7 separate regions of the Mus musculus genome follow, and all the other regions are linked to region 7. A link is a contact called in public HiCAR-type, Micro-C and promoter capture Hi-C data. All regions are on one chromosome and are shown on one strand. Each heading gives the region's core, a stretch centred on a gene start, on an enhancer-like site or on the middle of the called end of the contact. The rest is flanking DNA. Distances are from core to core; before and after follow the strand shown.

Region 1 (3,948 bases), core at 1,269-3,768, 520 kb after region 7:
CATTTTTCTCAGCTGGACTGGAAGCCAGTAAGCCCCAGTCACCCTGTTCCTACTTTCCCTTGGACTGAGGCTGTAGGATTTGTGAGACTCTCGGCTTGTTACGTGGATACTGGAATCCGATCTCCGGCTCGTCAAGACTGCGCAGTAAGTGCTCTTAGCCACTGAGCCGACTCCCCGGCTTCAGCACTATCTTTTGAACACAGGAGAGGGTCAGTAACTGAGCAGTAAGATCTCTGGCTTCTGATGAGGGGTCAGGGTCAGATCTGAGCTGTCGTCTCTGTATCCCACAATTGGGTCAATTCCTTGATCTCTTTACCCCGCCTTCCCAGCTGAACACCATGAGTCCTACTTCACAGCATGGTTAGGAGGGTTTACAGGAAGGAGAGAGATTCAGAGTGGAAGCCCTCACGAATTGTTCCTTTTCTCTTGTCTGTGCTGCTTCTGCCAACCTCCAAAGCAGCTCTCTGTACCTGTGAGTTGGCAATGGAGAGGCTTCCAGAGATCAGAGACCAATTCTGCTCCCCCTCCTTCATGGGAAAGGCACCTTAGCTAATAGGAGACCAACTGGGTCTGCATTACACATTCTGTGACTGCTGGGGTCATCACTGTCTCTCTGGGACATAGTCCTGCTGCCTCCTCCTGTCTCCTGTTTAAAGAAAATTGTGTGAGTGTGTGGTATGTGCATACACACATGAGTGCAGGTGTCTATAGAGGCCAGGGTTAGATCTCAGGGAGTTGGGGTTACCGACACCGGGCACTGTGGTGGTTTGAATATGCTTGGCCCAGAGAGTGGCACTATTAGGTGTGGTCTTGTTGGAGGAAGTGTGTCACTATGGAGGTGGGCTTTGAGACCCTCTTCCCAGCTCCCAGTTTCCTTTGGATGAAGATGTAGAACTCTCAGCCCCTCCCTGCCTTACCTGACTGGATGCTGCCATGCTTTCTGCCTTGATGACAATCGATCAAACCTCTGAACTTATAAACAACCCTCAAATATTGTCCCTTATAAGAGTTGCCTTGGTCATGGTGTCTCTTCAACAGCAATGAAACCCTAACTAACCTAGGCTCTGAGAACTGAACTCTGGTCCTCTGCAAGACCAGGATGTGCTCTTAACCACTGAGCCACCATCTTTCCAGCCTGTTCTGAGATCTAGGCATAACCTCCTCTCCCCCTGACTTCCTCCCTCCCTCCCTTCCTCTCTCTCCCTCTCTCTGTTAGGGTCCCATGTAGCCTCAGCTGGCCTGGAACTTACTATCTAGCTGAGGGAGGGCTTGAACTCTTGATCCTCTGATCCTGCCTCCATTCTTTAGGGAGGTTCATTAACCCCTGGCAGGGTTCAGACCCTGTGCCCTCCATTCTTGCCCTCCAGTGCCAGTTACCCACATGGTCCCCAACAGTCATCTGAACTGCTCAAAACAAACAGGAGTCTCCAGATACCTTGGTAAACTTTATTCACACACTCCAGACCCCTAGGCCTGGCTGAGCCACAGGGGACATTCATTCTTAGCAGTGGCAAAAACCCCAACGTAACACATTCATCAAGACTAACCATTTTAATTTAAATTAAAGCATTTCTGGAAGACAAATGCAATTGATAGAAAATATAAAAACTTTTACTGTACAAATTTTACATCACATTCAAAATAAGCAAATAAATGTCTGCCTCGTGGCCACAGAAGACGCTAGGTGTACACACTGATGATATCCTGGCCAGCGCTGCAGCACAGCGTGGCTGTCCCACCCCACCCTGTCACTACAGAGCAACACAGGTTTGCCACTCCCTGCCTGGACCAGGAAGACAATGGCCGAGGGCTCTGACTGGATGCATTAGAGCAGCCCAGCACTAGCTAGGATTCACTACTTGCCACTCTGATGGGAAAAGGCCTCCCTCGGGGTGAGGCTGGGAACCCAGGGTGCCTGGTAAAGGGCATCACACCTTAGGTGGGCAGGTTCTCCGATGCTTGGGCCTTTTTCACTGCCTTCATAGTGGCTACGCGGGCTGAATTCACAGTATCTGTCATCCTTCATGTGTCTCCCAGGAGACGAGGAGAGTGCGCAGGAGGCAAGCTTTCCTAACTTCAATTCACAGTCACTTAAGTAGAAAAGGAAGTGGGGGCCACGGTGGGAACTCTCTTACAGGAAGGGCCGAGCAGAGGCAGGACTTGGGAAGCAAGGAGGAGGGCCCTAGAACTATAGCTCCACTGGGGCAGATGGCAGCCCCAGCACACTGGCCCCCAGAAGATGGTCAGCTCCTTCAGCCAGGGGCCACTACTATTCCTATCTGGTTCTCAGCCAATGCACAAGACCATATTCAATGCAGGGCTCAAAGCTTTCTCAACTGTGATGTTCACAGCACAAAGCAAGACCCAGGCTTGCTGCTGTCAGTAGGCTGTGTGCCGCTTGCTGTGATTTGGTGTCAGGGGATAACTGAAAAGGGTTAACTCAGCTGGCAGCCTGACGGTTCACATTCTACCATGAGGGGAGGCCAACATCACAACACTTACACAGTGAGAGACCGGCCTGAGCCTCAGGCACTGTGGCCTCTGGGATGGTGCAGGCATGAGACTGCCAGAGGCAGGGGGCACACACAACTCGGTTTTGGAGTAGGGAGGTCACGTCAAGGGCTAATGTGGAAAGCTGAAGGGGTAGAGAAATGATTGGAGAGCCCACGCAGATCTGAACAGAGGCTCACGGCTCTTCCTCCCCACCCGGAGGTAGGGTCAGAATGCTACTGTCCCAGCTCTCCGGTAGTGTGAATAACTGTGCTGGGGCCTAGGGGAAGGGGATTTCCACAACTTCTCAGAGAGTGGCCTGTTTTAAGAGACGGCTGGAGCAGACTTGGGTGCTCGGAGAACTGTGGCTTTACTGGGAGTTTTAACTGAGAGGGAGCTGCAAGGCCACTCCACAGCGGGACTCAGCCCGTGGGTCTCCGCTCCATCCCCATTTCTTTCTTCCTCTGGTTGTGGAGTCTGATGCTGCTTATCCTCCGCTCAGGGACCACCCTGCTCAGCAGCTGACAGTTCCTGCCAAGCACATCTGACCCCACCCAGTCCAGCCCCTCCAGCTCATAGGAATGAACACAGAGGTCTGCGGCTCACATCAGAGCCTCCCTGACTGATGTGCCTGGGCGGTCTCATAACCCGATCTGAGCTCAGAGCACACACAGGGGTCAGAATGGGCTAAAAGGTTTCCATGAGATGGGGAAGGGAAGTGGTGGTAGGTCTAGAACCTTCTGGTGTGACAGACAATGGGTTTTAAGATGCTAGGGCCACTGCAAACTGCTTCTGCCAACGTCCCTGTTCTCCTTCACCAAGAACTTACTGTACACACACCCGATGGGCTAGCCCTTGGCTCTGGGGGAAGGGGGTCAATGAGGCATTGGGGGGGGGTGTCTGATGATAGAGGCTGAGTTCCACAGCCTTTGTGCCTACCTGGAGGCCTCAGATAAAGAAGTGGGTGTCTCCACAGATATGTGGCTATCCCTCCCCCCCTCCCCCCCGCAGTAGAAGCCGGGCTAAGATCCATCAGATCAGTCTAGAAGCCGCTGAGATTCTGTCTGTACTTTTTTTTTTTTAAGGGGGAAAAAAAAAAAGCACAACAGGCCTGGATCAGAGCAGAAACTGAGTCCACTCTCCAGGAACTCTGATCCCCGTAATCCAGATAGATTCCTAACTCAGGCTGCTGCTCCTTAGTGTGGTTCTCGGCCCAAGCACAGGCCAAGGCAAACCTCCTGCCACCTGCCCTTTTCCGGGTACAGCCCACACCCACGCAGCTTTTCTTTCATCTGGCTCAACCCTGGGCCTCTCACAGCTGTAGGGTCTTCCAGAACGGGGGCTGGGGACATCCGTGCTGCTCCACTGTGCCAGCACCCTTCTGCAGAATGATCTTCACCTACTGTAAAATACCAAGCTTGCCAGGCAGAAACCTCTGTGTAAACACTGGCGGTAGTG
Region 2 (3,857 bases), core at 864-3,363, 790 kb after region 7:
ATGACTCTATTCACAGGAACAGTGCAGAATATGAAAACCATAGAGAAAAAGAATTGTGCTTGTCAAGAGCTGAAAAGATGAAGTAAGGTTGGGGGAATGACTGCTCTCACCCTTTCTTTGTTGAGACAAGGTTTCATCCTGTAGCCCTTGACCCCCTCCTGCCTCCACTTCCCCAGTCTTGAGATTACAGGTGAATGCCATCACACCAATGTAGAACAAAATATTTCTCTAGTGGGAAATGAGAGTGTCCTAAAATTGTTCGCAATGATGGCTACACTACCCTGGATACAGTGAACAACACCAAAACATCCTCTTTGTTGGTGGTGTTGGGAGTTGAAACCACGGCCTCTTACTTGTTATACTTGTACTGTACATCTCACCCAAACCCTCAGCCCTGGATTGTTGTCTACTTGAAATGGGTCAATCCTACGGTCTTATCAGTAAACGGCCTGTCTGGCAGCCCGCTTCCGGTTTCAGGCAGAGATCTCTCCAGTTTATTTTAGTTCCTTTATCTTCCTAGTGAGATTAGGATCCACCCAGCCAGAAAACTAGTGTTTCTTTGTTAAAGCAGCAGGCCTTGGGCCTGACATTTCTCCAGCTAGGTAAACATCAGGGATGCCAAACAGTGGGCTGGGCTGGCAGCTGGTCCACAGCAACAGGGGTTGTGGGAAGCCAGCAGGGAGGGCCCCCACCAGTCTTCTGGGGGCAGAACACCGAGGACTTCTCTTTCCTGGTGGGCCAGTACGAGGCAGCAAATAGGAAAGCACTTCCGGAGGCAGCGAGGGACGCTACAACTGGGGAGTAAGAGCAAGCCTACTAGAACACTGAACCCACCCCCAGCAGACTCCACCTGCCTGTCTTTACATTCTGCACATCTAGTCTTCCACTGCCCTAAGGGTTGGAAAGAGGACTCTCTCTACTCTCACTTTACCCAAAAATCACCTCGCTTCTGCCGTCGGAATTCTTTTTTTTTTTTTTTTTTGTTTTTTGTTTTGTTTTGTTTTGTTGTTTTTCGAGACAGGGTTTCTCTGTATAGCCCTGGCTGTCCTGGAACTCATTCTGTAGACCAGGCTGGCCTTGAACTCAGAAATCCGCCTGCCTCTGCCTCCCAAGTGCTGGGATTAAAGGCGAGTGCCATCATGCCCGGCTGCCGTCTGAATTCTTAACTGTCCTATGGAGTAAAGTGGCAATATCCCGGACATTCCTGACAACGACTAGGAGGATGCTGGTGATCTGCCAGCATCCTAACACGAACCCAGCATTGGGGTGGGGGTGGGTGTGTGCGTGGCTCAATGGTAGAGTGTCTGACCATCATACTCAAGGCTCTGGATTCCATCTCCAGCCCAGCAAAACAAACAAAAATCCATACCAGAGAGAGCCTGGGGCCTCCTGGAAGAGCCAGCTCCTTTACAGAGTGCTGGAGCCAATTGTAACTGTTGGGAAGTGGAGGTAGAGGCATAGGCAGACTTCAGTCATCCCCCTGCTTCCTGCAGAGGTCAGAGAAAAGGGGGGAGGGGCCAAGCGGATGCCACATTAATGAATGGGTCTCCTGGCACTCCAACTCATCCAGATGTATGACTCCCTTTTCTCTGAATTCCGGAGACCAGGTTAGCAAGTATCTAGAGCCTGGGACTCATGGCCTTAGGCACTATCACCAGTGAATATATACGCCCATCCCACCCCCTTAACCCAGCCCTCAAGAAATGCCTCCCTCTTCCTCCCTAGACATATTTAGACTCGATTTCCCAATTTCACTTCCTGTGTTGCAATTTCCCTAAGCATGTGACTTAATGTTTATCAACTGTCACCAGGCAGAGGCGGAGATGGTGGAGAGCGGCCTCCTACATTGCCTTCCTAGTCCACAAAAACTAGACCCACCTGTCCCCCTACCCTGGCCAGGTGTCTCCTCCACGTGTTTGGTTCTAGGATCTATGCTTTTTGTTCCTAGTGACAATAGGTCAAAGGTACTGGTATTCTTGGCTTTAACCACCTAGCTTTCTTTTAAAAAAAAAAAAAACAACAAAAACTATTTAAAGGTCTACCCACCCACCCCACCACCACCCACACCCATGCACGCATGCCCGCACACATGGGTTTCTTTGCAGATGATATCCCAAGAGGCCTTTGTTCCTGAGGTTGAGTCTCACTTTCAGGCTTCCTGGTGGTCCTGGAGGACATTGCCTGCTGAATTCACAGTTTGGGCCCTTGGTTTGAAACCAGGAACTGGGACAGACAGGTCTGCTGTCATTGAGCACTGGTGTGAGCAGTTCTCACTGGGTGTAAATGTTGACACCCAGAAGTCACAGCAAGCAGCACACTTGAGGAAGGCTCAGGTGTTCAGGTGATCACTATACTGCAGGGTCCTCCTCTGGGCCCCAGGGGGGTGACAGGAGACTCCAGTTAAGTCCAGAGAGGGAGCTAGCTTGCTGTGTTCTTAAGGCCTCACCTTTTCAAAAGGCACCCAGCGCCTTAGGCAGGTCACTTACCCTCCCAGAGCTCATTTGTCACACCACACGGTCTAGGAGACTCCAGGTCTGAAGAGGCCACAATTTTCCCATCATTTCTGTGCTTCTCTCCATAGTCTCGTTCACCCTTCAGTTTAATGGAGTGTGTTGTTTGTCTTTCCTGTAATAATGGGACTGTAATTCAGCCAAGAAGTTTGATGGGCTATTAATTTTATTACACCATCAGTCTTGATTCCCAAACATAGGCTCAGATGGGCTCTGGCTTTAAAAGTCCAGGGACCGGAACTCTGCACTAAAAAGAAGAACGCATGTATGTGCAAGAGGGCCTGGGCTCTGGAAATGATATCTTCATTCTGTCTACGGCTGGCATGCGCTTCACTCATGTTGGCTGGAAGTTTCTAGAATGAAGCTGCTGACCTGTGGATTGGGACTCATGTGCTACCCTCTGTGCACATCACAGACACACCACACACCACACCACACACACACATACATTAAAAGCCAAACAGCTTGGTGCTGATGGCACATACTTGTAATCCTAGGATTTGGGAAGCAGAGGGAGGCAGATCTCTGTGAGTTTAAAGCCAGCCTGGCAGCCTGGTCTACAGAATGAGTTCCAGGACAGCCTCAGCTTGGGAAACAAAACAAACAAAACAAAAACATTGCTTGTTCTTCCAGAGGACCTGGGTTCATTTCCTGACACCCATTTGGCAGTTCACAACAGCATGTAACTCCAGTTCCAGGGCATCCGATGCTTTCCAGCTTCTGAGGGCATGAACATGGTGCACAGACACACAATCAGGCAAAAGGTTCATGCATGTTAAATAAAAATAAACAAGTCTTTAAAAAGAAGAGTTACAGTAAGCTTAGAAAAAAAGTCAGCCAGGGAGAGGCAGAGCCTGGAAGCCACTGTGTCACACAATACTGAGTGACATAGAACAATTCGCAGTGTGATTGCAGCAAAGCCTTTTTCTCCTGAGCTTGCTTTGCAAGCAATAGAACACACCTCTGCAATCTCAGGAATTCAGGATTCCTGAGATACCATGGAGGACTCTATTTGTTCTGCAAAGATTCTCTAAGCACAAAGATACAGATGCATGGGACTGGACTTAGAAGGTGCTGCTACCTTCCGGAATGTAAAACACTAGCCAACAAACCCAAAAAAACCAACAACCGCGAAACACTGGAAGGCACAAGATAAATGCTGCCATTCAAACCAGGGCTACTTTACCTGTAGCCCAGGCTGGCCTCAAACTTTCCCTGGTCTGCCCCAAGTGCTAGGTTGGTTACCAATGATTGGGCTATAGGCTGATTGCTTTCAGGCCCTTGGCTTTTTGTCCAAAGAATTAGAAATGAGGGCTCACACAGATTTTGCAAAAGAAGCAAGCTAAT
Region 3 (3,645 bases), core at 642-3,141, 990 kb after region 7:
TGGTCTTGATATGGCCTGTGGGCTCCTGGGGGAAGACGAGAGCATTCCAGGACTTGGGTTTCTTGTAGAATTTGAGGTGGTAGTTGTTGTGGTTGTGGTTGTGGTTGTGGTTGTGGTCATCCCAAGACTCAAGTTTTTTGTAGAATTTGAGGTGGTATTTGTTATTGTTGTTGCTGCTGTTGCTGCTATTGTTGTTGAAATTGTTCCCATAATATGAGCACACATGAGGAGCAGGGTGACAGTGAAGGAATGCTTGGTCATCGTTTTCTTTTGCTTTAAAGTGATCATAAAATTTAATACTCAGTTCACAAACACATAGACAATCACATATCTTTAGTTGTATCTCTATAGTATATTCACATAATATAAATGGACTTTTAAATTATTCATTAATGACCAAATAACAACCCTCCTTTCTGAACCTCACCCGATAACAGACTTGTTTTCTATCTAGGTCACTAACTTCAGGAATAAGCGTTCTGAATACTAGAAGGAGCTTGATTTTGTTTTCCTGTTTTGCAAACAAGTTAACCATGAGGCATTTGAACCAGTAAGAATGGGGTTGGTGTGAGGAACAGGACAGCAGCAAAGGTTCGACCTGAAGGACTGGCTGACAGACTGGGTGGGAGAGGAGAGTAGCAGGAGGAGGAGGAAGCTTCTCGCTTAGTAGTTTAAGGGGTAGCTCTACAAATTAGAATATTACTTTTAAATCTTTACAACAAAGTAGAAGAAAAAAACCAACCATAAGTCAAATGATTTCCCCAATGCTAAGGTTTCCTTCATTTTAACCTTCTTTAGGGGTAGAAGAGAGCAAAGGGCGAGCTGTTAAGAGAATTCCATAGCTTTTTAAAAAGGAAATCTAGAATTGACTACAAATGAGTCTGCCATTTTACAGCTGAGCCTACACGAGGGGTACATACAGCATGTCTAGAGATGCCTATTCTACAGTAAGCAGACTGAGAGCCTGAGTCTGAATCCTAGTTCAGGTTCTTTAGCCGGTATGAATGGTAACACAGAGCAGGCTCCTATACCAAAGGGTCAGTACTCTCTCTAGAATTAGGCTACTTTTCTCTTAGCATGTATTCAAATCTAATAGCTTGCTATACCTGTAATAAGCAGACCCCTGCTTACCATGATAAAATATTATATTTTTTGTTCAAATCTTAAACTTAAATTTTAGGAATATATACAAGAACTTCTATTTCATTCTAATACATAGTTAACCATTTTCGAGTTACTACTACCTTTTGATTTGGCAGACTAGTTTTGAAGATTATGAATTCAGCCTTTGTCTTGGGTCCTGGAGAATGATCCTGAAGGGAAGTCTCTTCTCACTCTCCGAGTTCTAAATAATATAGCTAGGAGCCAGTCACGTGCTTGGAGCCTCGCCTCTTTGGAAGTATCGGAAGGAGCGTTTCCAAACATCTAGTGTAAACAGGCAGACTTTGACAGAGATTAAGGCATTCAAATAAAATCTTTGTAAAGTCTATGTACTTACTTAAAGGATCCAGTGAATACCTCACTGCATTTAATCTTCCTGCATGCACCCAAATGGATTGCTTCATTGGGTTGACTCTAACTAGACGAATATATAATTTGCTTTGTAATTATCATGATTTCAAACCAAGTAAGAGCATTAATGATGATTTTAAAATAATTTAGGAATTTTACATCTTAAGAGATTAAATGTTGATAAATAAAGATAAAAGTACCCTCGCATGGCACTTTAAAGAAAGAATTAGACATGGAAGTGATAGTGTGAGACTCAATTACAGAAGTTTCCTTTTAAAAAATGTCCTAAGCCACCTCTCTCACGAGCTGAAGTCAGTGTTTTCCGGGGAAATAGGGCTGTGTTGTAGTAACAGCTTCATCTTCATGGCAGGCACCGTGAGTGTAGCAGGAATGGACACAAGGTGTGGTGTTGGTACACAAGGAAGTCACTGCGAGAGTGGCGGGGAACAAGCCAGTACATGTCCTTACTCTGTGCTGAGTTTTTCCCCTCCTTTGAATGAATAGGCAAATGCTTGCTAAATCTCTAACCTCACTTGTGGAGGGTAGTTGTGATCATACTTAGAAAATCAACAAAAGAAGCCTCTTGGCAACCAGAGCAGTGCACTAAGTCACTGCCTGAGATAGTGAGTGTCTGCTACCATGCCTCTCCTACTCCCTGCTTATTCTGAGAATTGACTCTAGGGAATAGAGTTGAAATGGTTGTAGTGATGTTTACTCCTTGAGCTAACTGTGGCCCAGTAATTAATTATGTTTTTCTAACCCTGACCTTTTGAATTTATTCTTTTACTCCTCCCCGCCCCTCTTTGAGACAGAATCTTCTGAACATCTGGCCTTAAACTCACCATCCTCTTCCCTCACGCTTCCAAGTGCTCAGATTACAGTGTGGCCATCAAGTCTGCCTATTCAGCTTATTATCAAGCTTCTAACAACTCAATCTTGCCTTACTTACTTCAGTGTTTTCTCCCTATTTTTTCTCAGAGTCTCTTTGTTTTGTTTTGCTTTATAAGATAGGGTCTCATGTAGCCCTGGGTCTTCTCGTAATCTGTTAATTTCATTTATCATTTAGCCAAATGACTAGCTGTCTAACCTTTGGTTTCTCACTATCTTATTTTTTTTATTAACCTTAATGATGCTAAACAAACAAAAATTATTTACCATTATCCAGCCTTGAAAGACCTTAATATTGTCATTGTGTCTGAAGTTTTTTCCTTCCTTGCTCAGAGTTCCTCCTGTGGAGGCCTACCTCTGATGTCAGTACCCTTTTTCTATGTATGAACATGCCCTAATTTTATGGTGAAGAATTAGTCATTTTAGGAAATTGCAGTTATCAGAGTCTGGGTTTTTTCTTGCCCTGCCTTCAGGTCAAGCACACCTCTTATTCTTTGTATTTTCTCTACCTTCTAGCATAGTAAGTATTATTAAGACTAGGAGACACTGGGATTTATTGAAAAGCTGTCAGTTTATTTCTGTCTCTCCAATGATATGATTAGTAATGTCTGAAGTAGCAACTATTGGTCATTTGACTTATTTCCTCTGTGTCATAAACATACGTTCACGAATCATCAGCCTAAATTTAAGAGCCCACTATTATTTTCTGGCTTCTATTTGGTAGGTCATATATACACTCATCTTTGACAACCTAAAGTTGAATCAATAGAAGTTTGACACTCAAATTATTTGGAACATTTTACCTGGGTTGGTATGAGACTTGGACTTGGTATATTTGTGCTTCTTGTCTCCTTCCAGCATATCGCCATACCACTCCTGTCAGCCTTGTGGTTAACTACCTGGGAATGTACCTGAGTGCTGGTGACATGAGTTGTGTGACTTGTCCTGGGTGACCTATTTCCATTCACTCTAGACAAAGAGGGAAATGATAGACCGAAGGAGCTATTCTTCCAAGTTGTGCTAATAGTGTTCCAGGAGCATCAGTGACTCAGTGTGCAGCTTCACCAAAGCCCTTGTCTCCATCAGTGATGGATCTCAGAGTTGCATGCCTGGAGTCTTCTCCCTCCAGCAACTACTTACCCCTAGCATACCCTTCGGGACAGGGAGCGTGGCTCCTGAGCATTCCTTCTGTCCACATGAGAAGGTTAATAGATCCATTTTCATGAGGGTTATCACGACTGATCT
Region 4 (3,678 bases), core at 1,067-3,566, 570 kb before region 7:
TCTCCCCTAATGTGACGTAGGGCATAGAACTCCAGTTACCAGGCTTGATAGCAAGTGCCTTTTACCCACTGAGCTATCTCACTGGCCAGTGTTACTTTTCAAATTGTGTGTATGAATAGAGTAAACTCTCAAACTGTAAGCCTTGATATAGATGACTGTCCCCGTGGACATTTTATTGCCCTCCATTATGGGCAATGCCGATGTCTAGGAAGAATGGGCCCTTTGAAAGGCATGAGAAAGGATGTTTACCAAAACCTCTACTGCTCCCTAGATTGGTCCAGGCTCTGCCTCAAGCTTGCTGGGAACCCATTCCACAGAAGCCATGTTTACCAGATCTTCAGTAAAGAATGACAGCAAACCGTATTATTACTCTAGTCATGCAGTGCAGATCCATTCCCTGGGTTCAGGAGAGAGTGTTGTATCCTGGGATTGTAGTCTGCAATGGACTCCCTCTTGTATCCCAGGCAGTCAGGAAGGCCATGTTGCAGGTTCCCAGAAAATTTCCTTACCTTTCTTCTTATAGGTAGTCCCCAGCTCATCCAGAGCCCTACTGCCAAGATAGTCGGGTGAGACCTCCAGAAGCCTTTAAGTCAGGAGGAACTATCCTGATAGATCAGGTTCATCCTGCATTGTGGCTCAACCCCCTTTTCCCAGAGCTGTGTAGTCCTGAAGGACCCAGGGATGTGAGAAATGTCAGGAATGCCTGTGAGAAAGGAAGAGCCTCATGGCACTCACCCGTTTCCAGACTTCAGTCAGGCACTTCTGCGCCTGTTCTCCCATTCTGTGGGCAGGTCTTGTTTTCCCTTTCCTCCGTCCCTCTCTCCTGGCTTCTCCACATTTCTGATCTTTTCTTCAAAGGCTCCCCTACCTGCCATCCCTTCTGCTACTCTCCTTTCTCTTCCAATTCACCAGACAACTGTCCAAAATCCTCACCCAGCATCTTCCCCAGATAACTCCACATGCCACCTGCTGCCTGGGATTCTTTACAGCAAGCAAGATGGCTCCCCAGAGCCCACAAAAGGATCTACAGAGCATCAAAGGAGCAAAGCTGGAAGACTGTAAGGACCGAAAGACTCTCCTAGGAATGAAACTTAGGGCAGAAGTCACTTGCTTCCAGGATGAGATGGGGGAAGTGCTGTGGACAAATTGTTGGGGTTTGACCCACGTTCACATGGAAAGAACTCAACATTAAGCTGCCCTTTGAGGGCCTCCTTCTTCCTCTACAGATATTAACATCAGCCACGTGGTTGTGTCCTGTTGAGTCCACTGAAATTCAGTAACAAGCCTAACCATGTCCCTTGGGTCTGAATAATAGCCTCTAGTTCTGCACAGCTATGGCTAGCCTGTTATTGGCCCATGGCTTACTGGGGTTCCTCAGGTCACAAAGTCATGGGATCTTATTTTTCTGTGCTATTGACTATTCCAACTACTCTGGGGTTACTGCCCCTTCTTCAAGTTTTCCTCCATCTGAAACAATCAGCTACACCTGGTGGGTTGAAGGTGTAGCTCAGTGGTAGAGCCCCTCCCTATCTATCAAGTATGGAATCATGTGCCAGGTCCTGGTAAAAAAAAAAATGAAAATTTAAAACTAAAACAGTCATAAAGACCCCTGATATTCATGCTTATCCCATTTTCTTCGTCAGTTCCAAGACCGAAGCTGGTATTGGCATAAAAGATCTGTGTTCCTGTGGCTATTCTTGTTCTACAGAGGAAATAGAGGAAGCAAGGTCTGGAACCCCATGGCTACATGGGGACCCAGGGTGCTGCCTTCAGCACCCCACAGCTTGACCCAGGTTGCCCCCTACCAAGTGGAGAATGTCTCCCCAGGACACAAGTGCCACTGGCTTTTAACTATAATATCAGGATAATTAAGCTTTTCTGTGAGCACAGTTTGCTGCTGATGCAGCTGCCTGGAGCCCTGGCATTTATTGAGCGCAAAGTAATAATTTATTGTCCTTTGTACGTTCAAAAGCCGTCTTCATTATCGGCCCAGGATGGAGCTGCCACAAGGGCAGGCGGGCCTCACCAGCTGCCTCACTGATGTGCATCTTTCCAGATCACCCTTGTAGCTGTCAGGTACCAAGGTGGGGTGGAGAGAGAGGTGAGGAGGGGGTGTTCTCTTTAATGGAGAATCCGATTAGAACCTGACACCTTGGTAAGCTACAAACCCGGGAGAGGGTGGCAAGCTTGGCTGGGCGTGGGCAGCTCGGGAAGGCGGGGGCTGTGTGCCACATTAGCAGGGCAGTCCTTTCCCCAGGGCTCGAAAGCCTGTTCTCTTGCCGCTGGGTCTTCTGCGCCTTTGCTTGAGACTTTACGGTAAGCCGCTCCTCCTGCGCCCCCGCCCCCAGCCCCGCGCGGCGATCCCGGGCGCCGACGCCAGGCGCTGGCCGTGGTGCTGATTCTGTCAGGCGCTGGCGGCGGCGGCGGCGGCCCCGCTGCTCTCCCCGGGACCGGCTCTGCCCCCCGCGCCCACGCCTCTCCCAGTCCCCAGTTCCCCTACCGCGGCCCCGACCCGGGGCGCGGCCGCAAGCAGCACCATGCGCCCAGCAGCCCTGCTGCTCCTGCCCTCGCTGCTGGCGCTCCTGGCTCACGGTAAGGGACCCGGGCGTCCGGCCACAGGACGGGGGCGGGCGCGGACTCCCAGGGGTAGGAAAGCAAGACCATCCCGGCGCCTTGCTCCGTGCGTCCTGTTGTTCCTCCCAAGCACCACGTCCCGCCGGCTGCGCTGTCCCCGGCGCCGACCCAGCCGGGCGGGGCGCGGGCTCTACGGGCGGGAAGCCGCCGCGGCTCCCGCCATTCGCGCCCGGCCGAGACCTCGCCTTTAATCATCTCCCCGGATCTAATGGGATTTCTCTGCTGCAATTCATCACGCCACCCCCTCCCCGCACACACGCGCTCTCCCGCGCGCTCCCTCGCTCCACTCCAGGCGTCTAGGGGCGCCCGGGCGCGTTGCGGGGGGGGCGGCAGGTCGCGGGTGCAGAGTCCGGACAGCCCAGCTACCAGCCCGCCGTTCTGCCTACCCCGCTGGTCTCCAAACTTCGCTCGACTTTGCCGCTTATTCTGGGTCCCTCGTATCCTCACTGCAGAGGAACTGGGTCGGGTGGTGGCCGGACCCGGGACTGGGACATCTCTCACCTACCTCTGCCTTGACGCTGTCAAGTCAGGATTGGAACCTAGAACACAATTCTGGGGAAACATATCCGGGGACCCTGAGAGCCCACTGCCCAGCCCCTCGCTCTTCTCTGGGTTGCAGCAACTGAGGTCCTGGGACTGGCTGCCCTCCCTGAAATTCTTTTCTTGCACACAGACACACACATGCACACACGCACATGCACGGAGCGCTGCTTCTCTTCGGCTCTGCCTTCCTGCCGGGTTCTATCGACCTCGGAGCCGCAGACTAGTTAGCGGAACTCACCGTTTGTCCCAGCCCCGGACGCCGAGTCAAGTCCTAACTTCATTGATCTCGGTCAAGAAACGCTTGGCCTCGGAGTTAGCACCAAGGGAGTTTGGAGGAAAGATGAATGGGAAGCAGGAAGGGTCTGAAGCAAGTGGTCTCGGGAGTCTTCAAATGCTTAGGTCATTCTCCGCTTTTACTAATCGCCTGCTGGGGTCCGCGAAACTGCACTTTTGACTTGGGACTCAAAGTCCCTCGCCATATGGTTATGGTTCCTAGCGTCT
Region 5 (3,643 bases), core at 49-2,548, 650 kb after region 7:
GTTGGGAAGGCACTAGTTTCCCCCCCAATGTGTAAGGGGGTGGGGGAGCGTCCCCTTCTGAAATGCCAACCACCTTTCTGGCTGGTTCTTCCAAATCGTTTTAATGCTGCACTTCCCAACTGTATAATTTGAGAGAAGAGAGCTCACACATCTTGTTTCCTCATTGCACTCCAGGTTATCTCTGTCAGCAACCCCCTTAAGTAGCCTGTTCTTACCAAAGGTTCCCTTCCCCAGTATAATCCTTCCTAGGCCAAAGCTCAGTGTTTGGGGTGGAGTAGGGAAGTCAAAGGGTAATTTCATTTTAAGCAGTGAACCGCTGTGACATCTCCAAAGACAAGCACCCCAACGCCTGAACAGCAAAAATGCTGTTTCAGCAAACACTTTTTGAAAAGCGGCAGAGACCTGGTGGAAAGGAAAGAAACGGACAACAAGGAGAGTGGGGAGTGAGGGGAAAGTCAGTGCCACCGATCGATCGACGCTCACACTTCAAGGGACGTCCCCCACATCGCCCCAGCCCACGCTACCGGACTTAAAGCACACGGAGAAAAGACCGGCGCGTGATTCAGTGGGACAATGACTACTGTGGGCACTGGAAATAGGGTGAAGGCGGAAAGGGGTTTGCAGTGGGGTGCCCTGTGCATCCTACTCGGCACGCTGGTCTTCGAGACTCGATCCAGTTCCACGCTAACACCCCCCTCCCCTAAATTCTTCCAAAGTGAGAGCTGGTCGTAGGTCCTCACGCTGCCGCATCAGAGAGCTCGGGAAAGGGAGGAAGACTCCAGCCAGCAACCCCGCTGCAGGATGCAACTCGGGAAGGAAAGCAGTGGGGCGGCTCCCGGGCCACCGCCGGGTCCGGACGTGGGGCGCAACGGCCCCTTACCTCTAGGGTCCGGATCTCCTGCTGTGTGAGGTCGTTAGACACTGAGCACTTGGTGCGCAGCCCGCGCAGACTGCCGATGGAGATATCGATGAGCTTCTGCAGCTGGCCGCACTGCTGCAGCGCCCGGCTGACGGCGGCCCCTGCGCCCCCGTCCGCCGCGGCGCCCCCGCCGCCGCCCTCCTTTTTCTCGCCCATCGCTGCCGCGCGCAACGCCGCTCTATCCATGCCTCGGCATCGGGGCCGCTGGGGGCCGAGGCGAGGAGCCCGGGGACACGGGCGCCTCGGCAGGAAAGCCCCGAGCCAGGAAGGCTGCACTAGGAGCGCCCCTTGGCGCCGCCTAAGCCTGCAGTCCCGAAAGCCTGCTGCCCAGTCCGCTCCTCCTCCCGCCCAGACGCGGCGGCAAAGCGAAAGCCTCCACTACCCGACGGCTGTGGTTGTTGGAGCCTTTAAGCGACAGCGGGGGCCGGATCGGGGCCGCGACGCATTCTGGGACTTGTAGTCCGCGCATCGCATCTGCTTTCTGGCCCGCGCCCTCGGGGCCCCGCCCGCACTTCGGCCCCGCCTGACGTCTAGAAGGGGCTGCTCTGCGCCTGCTCCAATTCGTGCGCGTCGTGGTCTAGGGAGTTTGATTCCTTTACCCCCATCTCCCACTACTACACCCTTCTCACACACGCAAGCGCACACACATCAGTAGCTTTCCGAGACTGGCGAATGGGGTGGGGAAGGGGCTGATGGCTCAGACCCAGATAACCCCTGTCTTGTAGGATATTGAGGGTCCTAAAATTTTTGTATGAGTTTAGGGGTTACCATGTATGGGAATGCGCTAAAAGTGTAGCTCAGCGGCAGAACATTTGCCAGGCAAACACAAAGCCCTAGGTTTGATTCCCCAACACTATCAAAAGAAAAGAAAAAGAAACACCCACCTTCATCAAAATCTCACAACACCCGACGAGGCTGTGTTTGTGTTCACATAGAGCTTGACCCTGAATTGTCACACCAAAGTTACTGTGCAGGCAAGGAGAAAGGACTTTCTTCTGTGTTCTATTTACTCAACAAAATAAATTTAGTGCCCCCCATACCCTGTAGATGCCACATGGGCAAAATATTAATTTGTTGAACAGTTCTAAGAGTTTCGAGCCAGAGAGAACCTGGGTCTACCCAGTATGTGAACTTGGACAAATAGCTTTCCTCTGAGTGCCCAAGTTTCCCCTTCACATCAAATAGGGTAGTCATAGCCATCTAGTCTAGAGGGTTTCTTTAAAAAAGTTATGTTTCTAACAGCACCCATATTAACTGCTGGCATGTGCGATCAAGTATACATGCTAGCTCCTTTCTAACTTCACACTATCTAGATGAGACCCTGAGCCTCAGCAGTCAGTGGTCTTAGCAGTGGTGTTTCCCAGTCTGCCCTAATTTAAGCTTTACCACACCTGCTCATTCTCCTCTCCCATCAGTCCACCTCACATGTTCTAGCAATAAAAATGAAGTGAAAATGAGCCAGGTGGCAGTGGCACTCTGGAAGCAGAGGCAGGAGAATCTCTGTGAGTTCCAGGCCAGCCTGGTCTACAGAGCAAGTTCCAAGACAGCCAGGGCTACACAGAGAAACCCTGTCTCGAAAAAAGAAGTAAAAACTGAAGTCAAGTGTACACACTTTTAATCCCAGCACTCCAGAGGCAGAGGCAGGAGGATCTCTGTGAGTTCAAGACCAATCTGGTCAAATAGTGAATTCAAGACCAGCTTGGGCTACATATATAGTGAGGTCTTGCCTCAAAAACAGTGTTGGGTTAGACAGATAGCTCAGCAGTTAGGAGCGCTCGCTCCTGCAAAGGATGAGGAGTTCTGTGCCCTGCATCCGTGTGATGGATCACAGCCATTTGTAACTCCAGTTCTAGGGATTCTGATGCCTTCTAACCTCTGTGAGCACCAAGTAGTCACATGGCTACACATACATGCATGCAGGCAAAACACTCAGACCCATAAAACAAAATTAATCGAACAGAGCTAAACAAAAAGAATTACTGGGGCTGGCGAGATGGCTCAGTGGTTAAGAGCTCCGACTGCTCTTCCGAAGGTCCCGAGTTCAAATCCCAGCAACCACATGGTGGCTCACAACCATCCGTAATGAAATCTGATGCCCTCTTCTGGGGTTTCTGAAGACAGCTACAGTGTACTTACATATAATAAGTAAATAAATAAATCTTTAAAAAAAAAAAAAAAAAAGAATTACTGATACAGGTAGGTGTGGGAGCTCACATTAATCCCAGCACTTTACAGGCTGAGGCAGGAGAATTCTTTACTTGAGACCGACCTAACCTATCTAGTGGGACCCTGTCTCAAAGGATTATGAAGATACAACAATCCCCACTCTGTGAACAAGACCCCTCTGGTGTACTTACATGTTCCCAGCCCTTTCTGTTACCACAGCCCCACTCCAGACCCTGTATACGAGAAGCAACTACCTTGAAATAAAACTGCAATGGTGGTTTTCAAGCTTGAACAGTGTCACAGTCAAGGGGAGGGCTCCTTCATCCTAGAATGAGAGACCCAAAGCCTGTAGTTTCCTGATCCATAAATCCAAGCCTGGGTCTTGAGATTTGCATCTCTAGCAAGTTCTTAGGGGGTACTGATGCTGCAACTGTAGACAGCATGCTTTGAGAAGCCACAGTGCAGAAGGTCCGTGGACTTCTCAATCTCTCTCCACCTTGTTGTTTTGAGGCAGGGTCTCTCACTGAACCTGGAGGTTGTCAGTTCTGCTCGACTAGT
Region 6 (3,772 bases), core at 953-3,452, 730 kb after region 7:
CTACTACCGCTGCTGCTGCTATTACTACTACTACTACTGCTACTACTACTACTACTACTACTACTACTACTACTACTACTATTCTCACAGTGACAGACCTCCTTAGCCCCACTCTTGTCCTGTTCTGCCCCAGCCAGCACTCCCATCTAGCTGTTCCCTCATCTGACCCACCTGCTCAAGTCTGAGGCTAGCCCCTCCTAGTTGTGGTCAGGGCCTGGCACCTGTGAAGTACCTCAGCTCACAGCCACTTGCTTACTGTATAGACCAGACTGACTCACAGAGATCCACCTGCCTCTGCCTTCTGAGTGCTGGTACTACAAGTGCGCACCGCCAAGCCCAGTTTATGGGATGCTGAGGATACTAGAGCTTCATGCATTCTATTGAGCTCCAGTTTCGGCCCTGAACTTGCTTTCACACATTTTGGTTGGTCCTCATTGTAATTTCCAGGAAGGTCTCACAGATGCCCAGGAAGGTCTCACAGATGCTCAGAAAGGTCTCACAGATGCTCAGAAAGGTCTCACAGATGCTCTGGCTCCCAACTTTCCTCATCCTCCCTTCCCCTTGACAGCCTGTTTCTGCCATCTTTTATTCTTGGCAGTACATATAACATTCTACTGACTTTTAAATTGCATGTAAGATGCAATGACTGGTTTTGTTGGTTTTGTTTTGAAGACCGCGTCTTCTGTAGCCTAGGCTGGCCTAGACTCCTGAGTACTGGCTTTCCTATGAAATTCTAGACACTGCTGACTTTTATCCACATCACTGTAGCTAATGTGTCATTTTAGTGTGTGACAGCTGAGAGATTTATGTTTGTTTTTTGTTTTCAAAGTTTTACTTGGAGTTCAGATTATCTCCAATTTTCTTTTTTGTTTTTCCTTTCCCTTCTTCTCCTTTTCCTCCTCCTTCTCTTCTTCCTCCTCTTTTTCATCATCATCCTCTTCCTCCTCCTCTGATTTTTCAAGACAGAGTTTTCCCAGCCACCCTGGAACTTGCTCAGTAGACCAGATTAGCCTCTGCCTCCCAAGCGCTGGGATTAAAGGTGTGCGCCACCACACTTGGCTTGCCTCCAACTTCTTATCCTTTTGCCTTAGTCTCTTGAATGCTGGGATTTTTTTGTTTGTTTGTCTTGTTTTGATTTTGAATGCTGGAATTACAGTTATATGCTACCACATCCATGAGGATTTTTGAAAACCATGCTGATTACAAAATATATCTTAGTTTCAGTTAAAATGTGATGGTGGAAGGGGCCTGGAGAGATGGCTCTTATTTCTCTTTCAGGGAATCCCAGTTAGGTTCACAATACCTGTGTCAGATGACTCACAACTGCCTGTAATTCCAGCTTCAGAGGGTTGGGTGCCCCCTTAGGACTTCTGAGAGCACCCACTTGCATATGGCTTGCTTGTCTCACACACCACACACACATACACACTCTCACACACAAATCTTAGCTGAGTACTTGTAGTGCACATCTTTAACCCAGCACTTGGGAGGAGGAGGAGGAGGTAGAGGCAGAGGCAGAGGCAGAGGCAGAGGCAGAGGCAGAGGCAGAGGCAGGTGGATCTCTGAGTTTGTGACCAGCCTGGTTTACAAAGTGAGTTCCAGGACAGCCAGTGCTACACAGAGAAACCCTGTCTCAAACCTCTCACCAAATGAATAATTTTTTAATGTAAAGGATGGTTTTATTTTGAGAGAGGGTCTCATTTACATCAGGGTGGCCTTGTCTTCACAAGCATTTGATATGGCGCCTGGCTTCTGGGAGAAGAATTAAAGTCTAACTTTCCTCAGGGTCATGTGACAAGCATGACTGAGCTTTGTTACTGATGACGATGCCGGCCCTGCCTTGTTCTGGATTTGGTCCACTCCATCAAGAGCATCTGTGAGCTGACACAGAGAACTTACATCCAGTCCATTCCAGCCTCGAGGACTCTGTCCAGGTCATCTCTGGACCAGTGAGGCCAATCTTGCTGGTACAAGAGGCTCCTGCGGCCTTGGTCAGGTGTTGATCAACGAGGGGAGTTTCGAGGCCAGCTTACTTCTTTTCTTGCCTTCAGCCCAGCCCAGCCCTGCAGAATCCTGCTACAGCCTGCTTGAGTTAGATTTGTCACATGGGCAATAAAAATGATTTGTTTGAGTGATATGTGTACCCAAGGACAGCAGAGCGGAGCAAAAACCTAGCCAAGCTCCGGTGTAATTTCCCTGGGCACCGAGCAAAGGGCAGGGACCACAGTCACTCTGTGTGGTTATTTCAATTGCCTCGTTATATTCAGGGGTAATCCTTGTTTGTTTTTGTTTTTTTTTTTCCACAATCCAGTGAAAAGGGTAGGGTGTGTTGGGGAAGGGTTAGCCTGACATCATGGCTGGCCTCCCCGGGAAAGGCGGGGAGGTGTTGGCAAAGACACAGCGGAGCCTGGCTGTTTTCTTCCTAGCATCCGCTCACAAGCATTATGAAGAAAAAACAGGAGTCTGCATTCAGCACCATCTTGGACCTTGAGATCATGTGACCGCCTCCACCTAGAGGAGGGAGTTAGCCTCATGGCTTGCACAGACATCAAAGGAAAACAATAAAACTTCCCAGAACTGCTGACCAGCAGCAGGAACAGTAAAATGCACCCGTGGTCAGTGCTCAACCAATGTTGGTAACACATGTCAAGTAGCTGCCAGGACTCAGCACTGCAGAAAGGAAGGAAGAGCCAATGCCACTTGTGTGGAGACATTATTACATCATTCAACAGCCAATTGAGCAGTCAGTCACAGGAGTCTTCCTCAGGATAGCAGCCTCAGTCACCATGTCAGCGACATCCTTTGGGCAGCCGTCTATGGAGTGTGGCATCTGGCCAAACTGCTATATGCACACCCTCTTGCTGGGAGCCAGATGGGACCGAGCCCAGCCAGCTTGGCTTTGGCCAAGCATTGAGCAGCATGACCCAGTTGAGGGATCTGCTTTCTCCACACAGCACAAGCTGGGTGCGTGGCCCCCAGGTCTCTCATCCAAACCTCCCAGCTCGGGCTATGTTCATGTCTGCCCAACCGGGACCGGGGGTCTGGTTCCTGATCAGTCCTTCTGACCCAAAAGCCAGGCGCCAGCAGCTCCCGTGAGAAGGCGACAGAATCTCCTCAGGTGTGAGGAATTTGGCTTCTAAACAAGGAATCAACATCTAAGAATGATTAACTTATTTGAAACAGGGCTTTATTCGAAAGTCCAAGGAGGGGGTGAAGAAATGAGATCGCGTAGGATTCCGTGGCAAGACGGCAGTGAGCTGGGGCAGCTTATCCGGCACCACCGAAGGGGCCTGACGAAATTGAAGAAAACAAAACAGGCTGAGAGAAAATAGAGGCAGCGGGGTGGGGTGGGATGGGGTGGGGTGAGGGGGCCACCTCTGACTTGTGGGTTTCCTGACCACTTTCCAGTTACTGCAGACCCTTGCAGCACAGAAGGCTCACACGAGTCGGCTGGTTCTCTGCCCAGCTCTACCAATATAATATAATATCATCCAAGAGGAAACCTGACCCCTCTGCAGAGGCAGGTATAATGGGGCGTGTCACGGACTTTCATGTTACCGTGGCCAAAGCTCCTGACGGAATCAACTTAAGGGACAAATATCCTGTGTCACTTGGTCCAGCAGGCAGAGAAGGCATGACGGTGGGAACACGAGGCCACAGTTGTTCACAAGGTGGCAGATTAGGAAGTAGAGCTAGGCCAGAGGTAGGGGTAGGTATAACCTCCACAACTCCCCTGCATTCAGTGACCGGGTTCCACCAAACAGACCCTACA
Region 7 (3,757 bases), core at 173-2,672:
CAGTTCTCCATACTCATGGCCTATCCCAGTCAGGACAGCGGATATTAGATGAGAGGGGTTAAGCAAGCAGAAACCTACCTTGGGTCTCCCAACCCAAATCATTCTGTTTGTGCATTTTTTGGACAGTTGTGTAATTTCCACATATCAAAGGTGATCAAAAATGCCAGAGAAAACACGTCGTGACACTTGTGAGGGCTGCGTGCTGAAAGCGACTCTTCTAAAAATTCTGAGCTGAGAGCCTGAGATTTTGGTGAAAATTAGTGTGACAGCCTGTTTTGCTCTGGCACCAGAAGACCGGGAAAGTGGGCCCTTCAAAGGCTTCATAATAGTTCAAAAGGAGGTCTCAGGAGGTAGGCAAAGGAGAAGCAGTCAAGCAGTTTCCCATAGGAAGGAAAGATACCTCAGTTTTCTCTGCCCCTACTATTTCGTCCTAGCAAAAACAAAAACAAAACAAAACAAAACAAAAACCAAAAAACTTTCTGTTCCTGATCAGACGCTGCAGAATAAGGTCATGGCTGCCCTGGTGAGAAGGTAACACAGAAAGACACCCAGATGCACGGGAGAATTATGGGCTTAGGGCAAAATCAGCAATGGGATACCGTCTCCAACCACCTTCACTGCCCTGGCAACCCCACACCTCACCCCACTCTCCCTCACCGGTTCTCAGCCACCAGGATCTGCTCCAGCAAGCGCGCGGCCTGCACACGGGTCTCTAGCTCCGGTGCCTGAAGCAGCCGCAACAGCAAGTCGAGGCCACCGTCCAGACGTATAGCATCGCATAGACCTTGGGCCACCTCGCGGCCCACGGCCGGCAGCAGCCAGGCTTCCTCTACCAGCTGGAAGACCTCGGCGAGACCCGCGCCCACAGCCCGCGCCGCGCTTGCCTGTTTCAGCTCGGACAGCGCCTGCTGCAGCTCAGGCAGCGAACGCTCCAGGGCGCCTTGCACCTCAGTGCCCACTCCGGGCGACACTTCGCGAGACCCGCGACCGCCCGCAGCCCACCATGGGCTGGCGCCACCACTCCGATCCGGTCCGGGCACTGTCAGCCGATCGGCGCCCGGCCGTGGGCCTGACATGGTGAAGAAGCGGCACAGTTTGTAGGCGGAGAAGAGCAGCGTCAGGACCATGGGCGCTGGGCAGCAGGGGACATGCCAGGCCTAGAGGGGCGGGGCCTGGCAGAGAGACCCCGGCCTTGGGAGGAGAAAGAAAAAAAAAAAAAAAAAAAAAAGCAAACAGGATCCGGTAAAGGTGCTGGGCTACAAGTGTAGAAGCAGAAGGAGGAGGGCAGCTCCGGGACTCAGCGACTTAGGAAGGGCATGAAGGGAGAGAGAAGCATGGACCAGACGCGGGAGGGTAGAGACGCCGGTGCCCGGAACAAAGCGCTGCTCCAATCTAAGCACAGCGGAGCTAAGATGCTCAACAGCAACCACGCCTCTGAGCAGCAGAGTCAAGGATTTGACGCCCCGCCTCTAGGTTTCACGGGCTCCGCCCCCGACGCAGGCGCAAGCCCTACCCCAGGTCTCCAGCCACGCCCACACCTGGCTCCGCCTCCTCTCCCCAGTCTCCCCTTGGTGGTGTGCAAGATGCTGTAGAAAGGGCTGTAAAGAGCTGTCTTCCATTTCCTACCGCTCGCTCGGCTCCCCAAAATGTGGAAGCAAGCTGGCTACATGTATCCACGTCCCCTCCGGATGGTTAAAGAATCGCAGTTGAGATTCTTAAAGCCCTTTAATGCCGGTTTCCACTTAGGCTTCACGCGTCTGTAGGGAGTAAAATTTAGTGTTTCATTTTGCCGCTGAGACTACTGCGGTCCATAGAGAAGAGACACCAAAGGCACGCTCGCCTGTGATTACAGAACAGAAAACGGAGGGGCTTCAGAAGTGTGCCAGTGCTTGGAATTTGGCCCAAAACCTGGCACTCTACCCCAGTGAGCACTTTCTTTATAGAGAAATCCCACTTAGTATGTGAGTCTAGAAAGTATGCCCAATGAGTCCATTTTTTTTTTAAAATAAATGAGGTCATTGAAGGTGTGGCCAGGGTGGTCCCCCGAGGATCAATGGATTAGTGAAAGCCTCAGGAATGGGCTCTGGGACTGGAAAGATGGCTCAGCCTTTAAGAGTACTTGTTCTTACAGAGGACCTGGGTTTGATTCTCAGCATCCACACGGCAGCTCATAACTGTTCAAAACTCCAGTTCCAGGGTATTCAAAGCCCTCTTCTGACCTCCATAGACACAAGACATGCATGTGGTGCACAGATGCACATGTGAGCAGACACTTATACACAAAACATAAAATAAATAAATCTAAAAAAAATAAAGAAAGAAGAATAGACTCTGACCCACTACTTCCTATGCTGTAACACCCAGCTTAGAGAGAACAAGGAGAGGCCAGAAATGAAGCTTTGTTCTTTTATGAGAAGAAAAGAAAACCTCCCCCAAAGTGCTTGCCAGCTCTCCCCCAACCCCCCTTCTTGCCCCAAAAATCCAGATTCGAAGCGGGGGGTAGGATGGGACAAGCACCTAGCCTGATCAAACAGTAAATCGATAACGGCTTATGGGAATGAGTTGGAAGCTACTCCAGGCACGAAACGTTTTGTCTGTTCTAGCTCACGGAATCTCTCAACACCTGATGAGGCAAGGCACCATGGTCCCACTTTATAAAAAGTAAGGCTCAGGGAGATTAACGGGACTGGCTCAGAGGGTGACAACACATGCTTTCTTTCCACCTCCCCAGCTAAGCTAAGCGTGTTATCCCTCCTGCCCGTGACCCTACTGACTTTGGTCTTGGCGAGGGTTTTCTGTTTCCCAGCTCTCCTGGGGCTGGGGTTCTGGGAATGTGACCCTTTGCTGCAGCTGTGTTTGGAGGAGGGCAATGGGGCTGGGCCAGAGGATGAGCAAATAAAGGGCAGAAACCCAGGGAACTAGGAACTCTTCTTCAGTCTGCTTCTTTTTTCAGGCAGGACAGCGAGATTCCAGAAGCTCCGCGCCCAGCTTGCCAAGGCCCTGGGCTAGAGGCCTGCCATGGCACCCCTGAGGCCCTTTTTCATACTAGCCCTGGTGGCATGGGTTTCTCTGGCTGACCAAGGTGTGGGAGGGGATTGGTGGGTACCTAGGGAAGTGCAGGTTGGGCAGGTGCCCTAGATTGGGCTGTAAACCTGATATTCCCTCCCATAGAGTCATGCAAGGGCCGCTGCACTCAGGGTTTCATGGCCAGCAAGAAGTGTCAGTGTGACGAGCTTTGCACTTACTATCAGAGCTGCTGTGCCGACTACATGGAGCAGTGCAAGCCCCAAGGTGAGTTCAGAGCCCTGGTGGGTGGGCCTGGGGCTCCCTCCACAGCCTGACACTCACTGCTCCCCGTTCTGCCTGCAGTAACGCGGGGGGACGTGTTCACTATGCCAGAGGATGATTATTGGAGCTATGACTACGTGGAGGAGCCCAAGAACAATACCAACACCGGTGTGCAACCCGAGAACACCTCTCCACCCGGTGACCTAAATCCTCGGACGGACGGCACTCTAAAGCCGACAGCCTTCCTAGATCCTGAGGAACAGCCAAGCACCCCAGCGCCTAAAGTGGAGCAACAGGAGGAGATCCTAAGGCCCGACACCACTGATCAAGGGACCCCTGAGTTTCCAGAGGAAGAACTGTGCAGTGGAAAGCCCTTTGACGCCTTCACGGATCTCAAGAATGGGTCCCTCTTTGCCTTCCGAGGTGACTCTATGGACAGGTCTGGTGGCGGTCGGATCTGCCTTAGGCT

The links. Promoter capture Hi-C pulls out the DNA fragments that hold promoters and counts their contacts. Hi-C and Micro-C count contacts between places; a contact is called where the count stands out from the background. HiCAR-type assays count read pairs that join an accessible place to other places.
Region 1: a contact with region 7 is called in a Micro-C map of palatal mesenchyme, with 1.9 times the contacts expected there. The contact joins the enhancer-like site here to the promoter of Sarm1 in region 7. A contact is called at or near these places in 1 of 484 Hi-C or Micro-C datasets (palatal mesenchyme), 4 of 115 datasets of contacts at active chromatin or transcription factors (astrocytes, embryonic basal ganglia, large pre-B cells and 1 more) and 1 of 9 other capture datasets (liver).
Region 2: a promoter capture Hi-C map of pre-B cells shows a contact between it and region 7. The contact joins the enhancer-like site here to the promoter of Sarm1 in region 7. A contact is called at or near these places in 2 of 39 promoter capture datasets (embryonic stem cells and pre-B cells) and 1 of 9 other capture datasets (embryonic stem cells).
Region 3: a HiCAR-type map of astrocytes shows a contact between it and region 7, with 3 times the contacts expected there. The contact joins the promoter of AU040972 here to the promoter of Sarm1 in region 7. A contact is called at or near these places in 2 of 39 promoter capture datasets (HPC-7-derived erythroid cells and pre-B cells) and 1 of 115 datasets of contacts at active chromatin or transcription factors (astrocytes).
Region 4: a contact with region 7 is called in a promoter capture Hi-C map of liver. The contact joins the promoter of Sez6 here to the promoter of Sarm1 in region 7. A contact is called at or near these places in 3 of 39 promoter capture datasets (fetal liver, liver and neutrophils) and 1 of 9 other capture datasets (adipose tissue).
Region 5: a promoter capture Hi-C map of pre-B cells shows a contact between it and region 7, with 2.3 times the contacts expected there. The contact joins the promoter of Ksr1 here to the promoter of Sarm1 in region 7. A contact is called at or near these places in 4 of 39 promoter capture datasets (embryonic stem cells, hippocampal neurons, liver and 1 more) and 2 of 484 Hi-C or Micro-C datasets (CD4 T cells and CD8 T cells).
Region 6: a contact with region 7 is called in a HiCAR-type map of kidney, with 4 times the contacts expected there. The contact joins the enhancer-like site here to the promoter of Sarm1 in region 7. A contact is called at or near these places in 2 of 39 promoter capture datasets (hippocampal neurons and pre-B cells), 2 of 15 datasets of contacts at CTCF or cohesin (embryonic stem cells and large pre-B cells), 1 of 484 Hi-C or Micro-C datasets (embryonic stem cells), 5 of 115 datasets of contacts at active chromatin or transcription factors (embryonic basal ganglia, forebrain, kidney and 2 more) and 1 of 9 other capture datasets (liver).

The regions. Positions count from the first base shown.
Region 1 is chr11:79,012,008-79,015,955 of GRCm38.p6, forward strand. Ksr1 (kinase suppressor of ras 1) reads right to left here. Exons shown (of 19, transcript NM_013571.3): 19 at 1,433-3,948. Among named protein-coding and RNA genes, the nearest start is that of Gm11201, 9.6 kb to the right of the region's middle. Within about 2 kb of position 2,519, at least 15 of the 459 cell types and tissues checked have an H3K27ac peak or open chromatin away from gene starts, as enhancers often do. A contact at or near this core is called in palatal mesenchyme, where this site is marked.
Region 2 is chr11:79,285,943-79,289,799 of GRCm38.p6, forward strand. No RefSeq gene overlaps it. Among named protein-coding and RNA genes, the nearest start is that of Gm30561, 18 kb to the right of the region's middle. Within about 2 kb of position 2,114, at least 111 of the 459 cell types and tissues checked have an H3K27ac peak or open chromatin away from gene starts, as enhancers often do. A contact at or near this core is called in pre-B cells, where this site is marked.
Region 3 is chr11:79,482,140-79,485,784 of GRCm38.p6, forward strand. It overlaps AU040972 (expressed sequence AU040972), which reads right to left and starts at 1,892. Exons shown (of 4, transcript NR_045305.1): 1 at 1,807-1,892; 2 at 1,499-1,579; 3 at 1,245-1,425; 4 at 1-273. The region is part of intron 36 of Nf1 (neurofibromin 1); the gene reads left to right.
Region 4 is chr11:77,928,523-77,932,200 of GRCm38.p6, forward strand. Sez6 (seizure related gene 6) reads left to right here and starts at 2,317. Exons shown (of 17, transcript NM_021286.4): 1 at 2,317-2,592. The coding sequence starts at 2,538. It overlaps Gm11190 (predicted gene 11190), which reads right to left and starts at 766. Exons shown (of 3, transcript NR_033549.1): 1 at 736-766.
Region 5 is chr11:79,145,175-79,148,817 of GRCm38.p6, forward strand. Ksr1 (kinase suppressor of ras 1) reads right to left here and starts at 1,299. Exons shown (of 19, transcript NM_013571.3): 1 at 881-1,299. The coding sequence starts at 1,105.
Region 6 is chr11:79,227,234-79,231,005 of GRCm38.p6, forward strand. All of the region lies in intron 1 of Gm30470 (a long non-coding RNA gene), which reads left to right. Among named protein-coding and RNA genes, the nearest start is that of Gm30470, 4.4 kb to the left of the region's middle. Within about 2 kb of position 2,203, at least 52 of the 459 cell types and tissues checked have an H3K27ac peak or open chromatin away from gene starts, as enhancers often do. A contact at or near this core is called in kidney and liver, where this site is marked.
Region 7 is chr11:78,496,332-78,500,088 of GRCm38.p6, forward strand. Sarm1 (sterile alpha and HEAT/Armadillo motif containing 1) reads right to left here and starts at 1,423. Exons shown (of 9, transcript NM_172795.3): 1 at 658-1,423. The coding sequence starts at 1,127. Vtn (vitronectin) reads left to right here and starts at 2,789. Exons shown (of 8, transcript NM_011707.2): 1 at 2,789-3,082; 2 at 3,172-3,291; 3 at 3,370-3,711. The coding sequence starts at 3,019.